2 separate regions of the Sus scrofa genome follow, and region 1 is linked to region 2. The links are chromatin contacts, called in public Hi-C maps. All regions are on one chromosome and are shown on one strand. The core of a region is the stretch at or near the end of the contact, and the rest is flanking DNA. Distances in the headings are between cores, read along the strand shown. Region 1 has its middle 29 kb from the start of LGALS12. Region 2 holds the start of PLA2G16 (phospholipase A2 group XVI).

What was found. A called contact is a pair of places that touch in the nucleus more often than the background predicts.
Region 1: a contact with region 2 is called in a Hi-C map of alveolar macrophages, with 2.4 times the contacts expected there. The contact joins the enhancer-like site here to the promoter of PLA2G16 in region 2. A contact is called at or near these places in 16 of 47 Hi-C or Micro-C datasets (adipose tissue, alveolar macrophages, blood and 8 more) and 2 of 2 datasets of contacts at active chromatin or transcription factors (alveolar macrophages and skeletal muscle).

The regions. Positions count from the first base shown.
Region 1 is chr2:8,444,937-8,447,865 of Sscrofa11.1, reverse strand. No RefSeq gene overlaps it. Among named protein-coding and RNA genes, the nearest start is that of LGALS12, 29 kb to the left of the region's middle. Within about 2 kb of position 1,520, at least 16 of the 83 cell types and tissues checked have an H3K27ac peak or open chromatin away from gene starts, as enhancers often do. A contact at or near this core is called in adipose tissue, alveolar macrophages, mesenteric adipose tissue and 2 more, where this site is marked.
Region 2 is chr2:8,412,125-8,414,824 of Sscrofa11.1, reverse strand. PLA2G16 (phospholipase A2 group XVI) reads right to left here and starts at 1,434. Exons shown (of 5, transcript NM_001244514.1): 1 at 1,358-1,434; 2 at 792-869. The coding sequence starts at 806.

The DNA.
Region 1 (2,929 bases), core at 271-2,770, 33 kb before region 2:
TTTATTTATTTATTTTGTCTTTTGTCTTTTTAGGATGAAACCTGCGGCATATGGAGGTTCCCAGACTAGGAGTGGAATCGGAGCTGTAGCCACAGCCACAGCAACGTGGGATCCGAGCCTTGTCTGCGACCTACACCACAGCTCACGGCAACGCTGGATCCTTAACCCCCTGAGCAAGGCCAGGGATCGAACCCACAACCTCACAGTTCCTAGTCGGATTCGTTTCCGCTGCGCCATGACAAGAACGCCAAGTCATAGGACTTTATACTAAAAAGAGTAAATTTGACTATTTGTCAATTATTCCTCCATAAGCCTAATTTTTAACTGAATTTGAATACACACACAAACATGCATACATGTGTAACACACACCTGCGGAACAGCTGTTGTAATGGTTATATAACATGCCATCACATGCAAGTTATCTCTCTTATTTGGCAGTTCCCTGCTATTGAGTGGTTTCCAGGGTTTGGACATTTTCTTTATTTTTTTCTTTCTTTTTTTTATATTTTTTTTTTACAGCCACACCTGTAGCACATGGAAGTTCCTGGGCTATGTGTCAAATGGAAGCTTCAGCTGAAGCTTACGACACAGCCACAGCATATCCAAGCTGCATCCACAACCTATACCACAGGTTGCAGTAATACCGGATCCTTCACTCACTGAGCAAGGCCAGGGATCAAACCCGCATCCTCATGGATACTAGTCAGGTTGTTAACCCGCTGAGCCACAACGGGAACTCCTTGGGCATTTTCTTCAATGCCATGATGCTCCAGAAGGAAAGGGGGCCTGGTTCAGCACCTGGCCAAGCCATGCACCAGGGCCTCCCCCACATACTACCTCAATCCATCCCTCCACCCCCGGGAGGTAGGTTCTTACCTCCTCTGCAGAGGGTGGAGCCAAACTTAGCAAGGTCAGGTCACCTGTGCAAGTCACACGGTCAGTAAGGAGAAGACTCAAGATTCCAAACTGGGAGTTCCCATCGTGGCTCAGTAGTTAACAAACCCAACTTGCATCCATGTGGATGCAGGTTGGATCCCTGGCCTCGCTCAGTGGGTTAAGGATCCAGCGTTGCCGTGAGCTGTGGTATAGGCCGACAGCTGCACCTTGAATTTGACCCCTCGCCTGGGAACCTCCATATGCCGCAGGTTCGGCCCTAAAAAGACAAAAGCAAAAAAAAAAAAAAAAAAAGATTCCAAACTGATTCTGTCTAGTTGGGGGGCGCACACTCCTTTCCTCACGTTGTGCAGCCAGCTGTAAACTGTTTGAAGGAAGGCGCGGCCTCTCACCCTCCTGTGTCCTTTCAGGCCAATGAATACATGGGAGGTTGGACCCATGAAGGGACGCCTCCCCAGTACAGTGGGTTGGCTGGAACTGAACCCCACTCTCCAGTGGAATAAAGGTCAACAGTCTCTCCCCTCACTGCTCACGAAGACTAGCCTGGTCCGTACCCTGCAGGGAGAGCATAAGACATTCAGCAAATGCTGTCGAGTGCCCGTGCCAGGCGCTGAAGTGAGAACAAGCACATGATTGTGCAACTGTGGACACTCTCCGCCTCAACCCTGGTACGCCCACAGAGCACCAGCCTTACACACAGCCCTTTCCCACGTAGAAGGCCCAGTGCTCCCAGCCCAAGGGAGGAAGCTCAGTAAGGGCTCTGAGTCTTACTCTTGGTTCGGCCTGGGACAGAAAAACCAGAGACAGGCAGAGGGGGGCCCTCGTTGGGGAACATTCTAGAACCTGACCTACAAGGAGCCCCAGCCCAGTCCCCAGGCTCCCTCTGTTCATCACCTGCAGGAAGCAGAGAGGAGGGAGCTCTCCTTGCCCAGTAAAGCCCCTCTCTTTACTGGGGTGGCCAGGCTGGCGATGAGCTCTTCAGGGGACAAAGAAGAGAAGGAGAGGGTGTCCAGGAGACGGTGTGGTTGGGTGTGCAGCACGAGAGTGAGTCAGAACCATGTACATAAGCTGGGTGTGAGCACATTTTAGCATGGCGGGTGTGTGGGTCAGCAAGTGAGTCTCTGACTAAAATGCCTCCTCAAGGACCACCTGCCTCGTACCAGGCCCGAGGGATTCTTGTGAGTGATGGAGCTCTGACTTACAGAGCCCAACGTGCCAGACAAGGTGCTCAACACTTGACCCAGCGTATCCACTGGTTACTCACTCCACTGAGTAAGGACTGTCACGATCCCACTTGACGGATGAGAAGACTGAGTCTCAGGGAGGTTAAGCGACTTGCCACAGATCCTTATCTAGTGAGTAGAAGAGCAAGACTGGAACCTAAGTCTGAGGCCAGTGTTATGCCCCCCAGGATCCCAGAACATCCCAGGCAATCCCGGGGCCTCTCAAGCCTGGGCCGGGGATCCTGGGGTGAGGTTGGAGTCGGCAACAGGGCAACGCCTTTCTGGAGTTTGCGGGAAGAGGAGGTATGTTGCCCTGGTTACAATCAGAATGTGAGATAAGCCCTGGCCCAAGAGTTCTATTTCAGGAACACTCTGAGAACAGCCAGCATCCCATCTTCTCCTGACTCAGCTGAGCCAGCCACACCCTCGACCAGGGGGTTGAGCTGCTGTGGGGGCAGAGAGGCTGCCAGCCGACTGGATGTCTAGTGGGGAAAAGGTGGTTGAGAATACAGCCTTTGACTACAGGAGTCAAGATTCAACTTGGCCAGGAGTTCCCGTTGTGGCTCAGAAGGTTATGAACCCGACATAGTGTCCGTTAGGGTGCGGGTTCAATCCCCCACCTCACTCAGTGGATTAAGGATCCAGCGTTGCCGCCAGCTGCAGTGTAGGTCACAGATGTGGCTTGGATCTGGCTTTGTGGTGGCTGTGGCTCTGATTCAACCCCTAGCCACAGCCACAGCAACACCAAATCTGAGCCACATCTGCAACCTACACCACAGCTCACAGCAACCCCAGATCCTTAACCCACTA
Region 2 (2,700 bases), core at 185-2,684:
AATGCCAGGCACTGTGTGAAAGCCCTTTGCGTGAATTAAATCATAATCATAATCCCAATGGATTACAGCCGAGCACCTATGCCTGCAAAGTACTGTTCTGAGTACTTCGTGAGTATGTATGTTGTGAGCCACACGGGAAGTCCAAGTACTACCTAAGTGTGCAGTCATATCATTCTCCCTGTGGAGAACAGAGTGGATTTGAAACTTGATCCAGGTGCCACAAGAACACCATGCCAGGGCAATTTACCAGGGCAGTCTACTTCAAAAGTCAGTCTCAGAACCTCTCTGCATCCGGGTCCTGCTAGGTTGAAAGGAAGCACCAGCTAAGCCCCTTTGTGATTTCTGAATCCCAGCACAGGTTAGAAATAGGAAAAGTGAGAGTTTGGAAATTGCTGGCAGGGTGAGTCATGAGGTGCATCCACTGAGACCAGAAAAGGCTGCCTGGTCAGACCCAGGTGCCAGGGCAGCAGGTGCAGCCCTGGGGCCCTGTCCAGGGGTTCTGATCTGACTCAGGAAGGCAGCACAGGACCTTGGTGGAGCAAGTCTCCCCTTGCTGCTTCCCTGCTCCTATAGGTCCTGCCTTTCTGGGGGCTTGTTTCCGGCCTCCAAACCTGCCCACCCAAGTATTCGCTCACTGACCCGCATCTGACACCTGATACCCAGCGGCCAGCAGAGGTGTGGCCCCATATCCGCAAGGACCCTCTCTCTGAAGTGATGACTCGGGCTTTGGGACAATGAGTCGCCACAGAAACACGGCCCCCATCCCTCGCCCACTCCTTCCCCAAACTTACAATCAGGGCGCGCATCTTCTCAGGCGATGTGAGCCCTCTATTTCAGGCTGGAGTTGACTGTATCAGCTGCAGAAATGCCTGTGGCAAGGGGAGCAGGGAATCATTATGTCATTAAGAGGACACAGCGCCTCCAAGACCCCAGGGAACTGTGGCTTTTGGCAGGGAGACCCTGCGCGGTTGGTCTCCGAGAACAACCGCCTCACTCCCTGCTGAGTCCTTCTGGGCCCTCTCCCTGCCCTTGCACTTGGCCGTGAAGGGATGAATCGTTTTTAGGGGGCAGGGAGGTTCACCTGATGCAGGAGAGGCTGGCGGCGCAGGGGTCGAGAGCGCGATCGGTGTCGCCTGTCTAGGTGCGCCGCGTCCCAGAAAGTCAGTGGGGCGACCGGCGCGTCCCGCCCTCCGTCCGGGTGGGCGGGTACCGGGAGGCCGCTGCTCGCAGCTGCTCCCTAACTTGTTTACTCGCGGCGCACCCAACTTCTCCATCCCCCACACAGTCCCGGGCACCCGGGGAGCCACCCCAGGCGTCTCACCCTTCCTTACATGCGTGAATGCAGCCCTCCACCCACCTCGCGGACTTGAGAAGCAGCGCGGCCTCCCCGGCAAAAGGAAACCGGTTAAATGGCCGCAGAGTCCAGGCCAGCGTGAGGTCACCCGGCTCCTCCCAGTGTGACTAATTACAGCCGCGATGAGCTCCCTGCCCCGGCGACAGGGACCGCCTGCTCCGGCTTCTGGGGCAGTCAGGCCAGGATGCCTCCTGTTCCCCCGGACCGTCTCCCCACAGCCTTCCATGCCTGGAGGCGCCCCCGGGACCCTGCTCAGGGCCACCTCGTCCTCGCCTCTTCTACACACGCGCTGCGGCGCGCGCGGCATTCAAGAGAGGGTATACGCATCGCACTGGACTGTAATCAAATATCTCCTCCACTCTAGCCGCGTACACTGTGGTTTAAAACCAAGTTATGTGGAGGTTTTTTCTGGGGTCTGTTGGATAACAAACCAGGAGAGGAAATCGCAGATAAGCGGGGGATTACCGCAGGGTTCCGTCCTACCCGCGGTTTTGGCATCTGCGGGGGCGGAGGGTGCTTTGAAGGTATCCCCGGGGACTTCTGTATATTACATTTTAAAGCTATTTAAAGGCAAGGGCCTAAACAGAAAGTACCGAGTCTTAAGCCTTCAGATATCCCCCAACCCTGGCACAAACCCAGCACACAGTAAGCATTTCATGAATGAATGAATGACCCATCGCAGGCCTTTCCTCTGCACTGGGCTGTGACTCCCCAAGAGTAGAAGCAGCTCCTGTTCATCTCTATAGTCTTGCCACTTCCTGTCAGCACCCAGCTAGGAATCGGGACCGTGGGCCAAATCCTGGCCCTGTCACTTGCAAGCTGCTGGGTCCAGGGCACCCTTCCCTCTCTGAGCCTCAGTTGGTTCATCTGTTTGTCTTTCTAAGGCCACACCTGCAGCATAGGGAAGGTCCCAGGCTAGGGATCAAGTCAGAGCTGCAGCCACAGCGACACTGGATCCAAGTCACATCTGTGACCTATGCTGGAGCTTGTGACAAAGCCGGATCCTTAACCCACTGATCAAGGCCAGGGATTGAACCCAAATCTTCGTGGACACTGTATCCGGTTCTTAAGCCGCCTGAGCCACAATGGGAGCTCCTGTTCATCTGTAAAACGGAATGGTGATAATATTGAACGCCACATGAGATAATATATAAAAATACACTCCCCAAAGGGAGAGTAGCAGATGAAAGGAGGCCCCTACCATGGGAGCTGATGTCTGGCCTGGGGTAAGTCCTCACTCAAGACACCTGAGCCGTTGTTAACAGGAGTGACCCATGCTCATCAACATCACACATTACTCACCAGATTCCTGGCAAGGAGAGTCAGAGGCGATATAAATAAATACC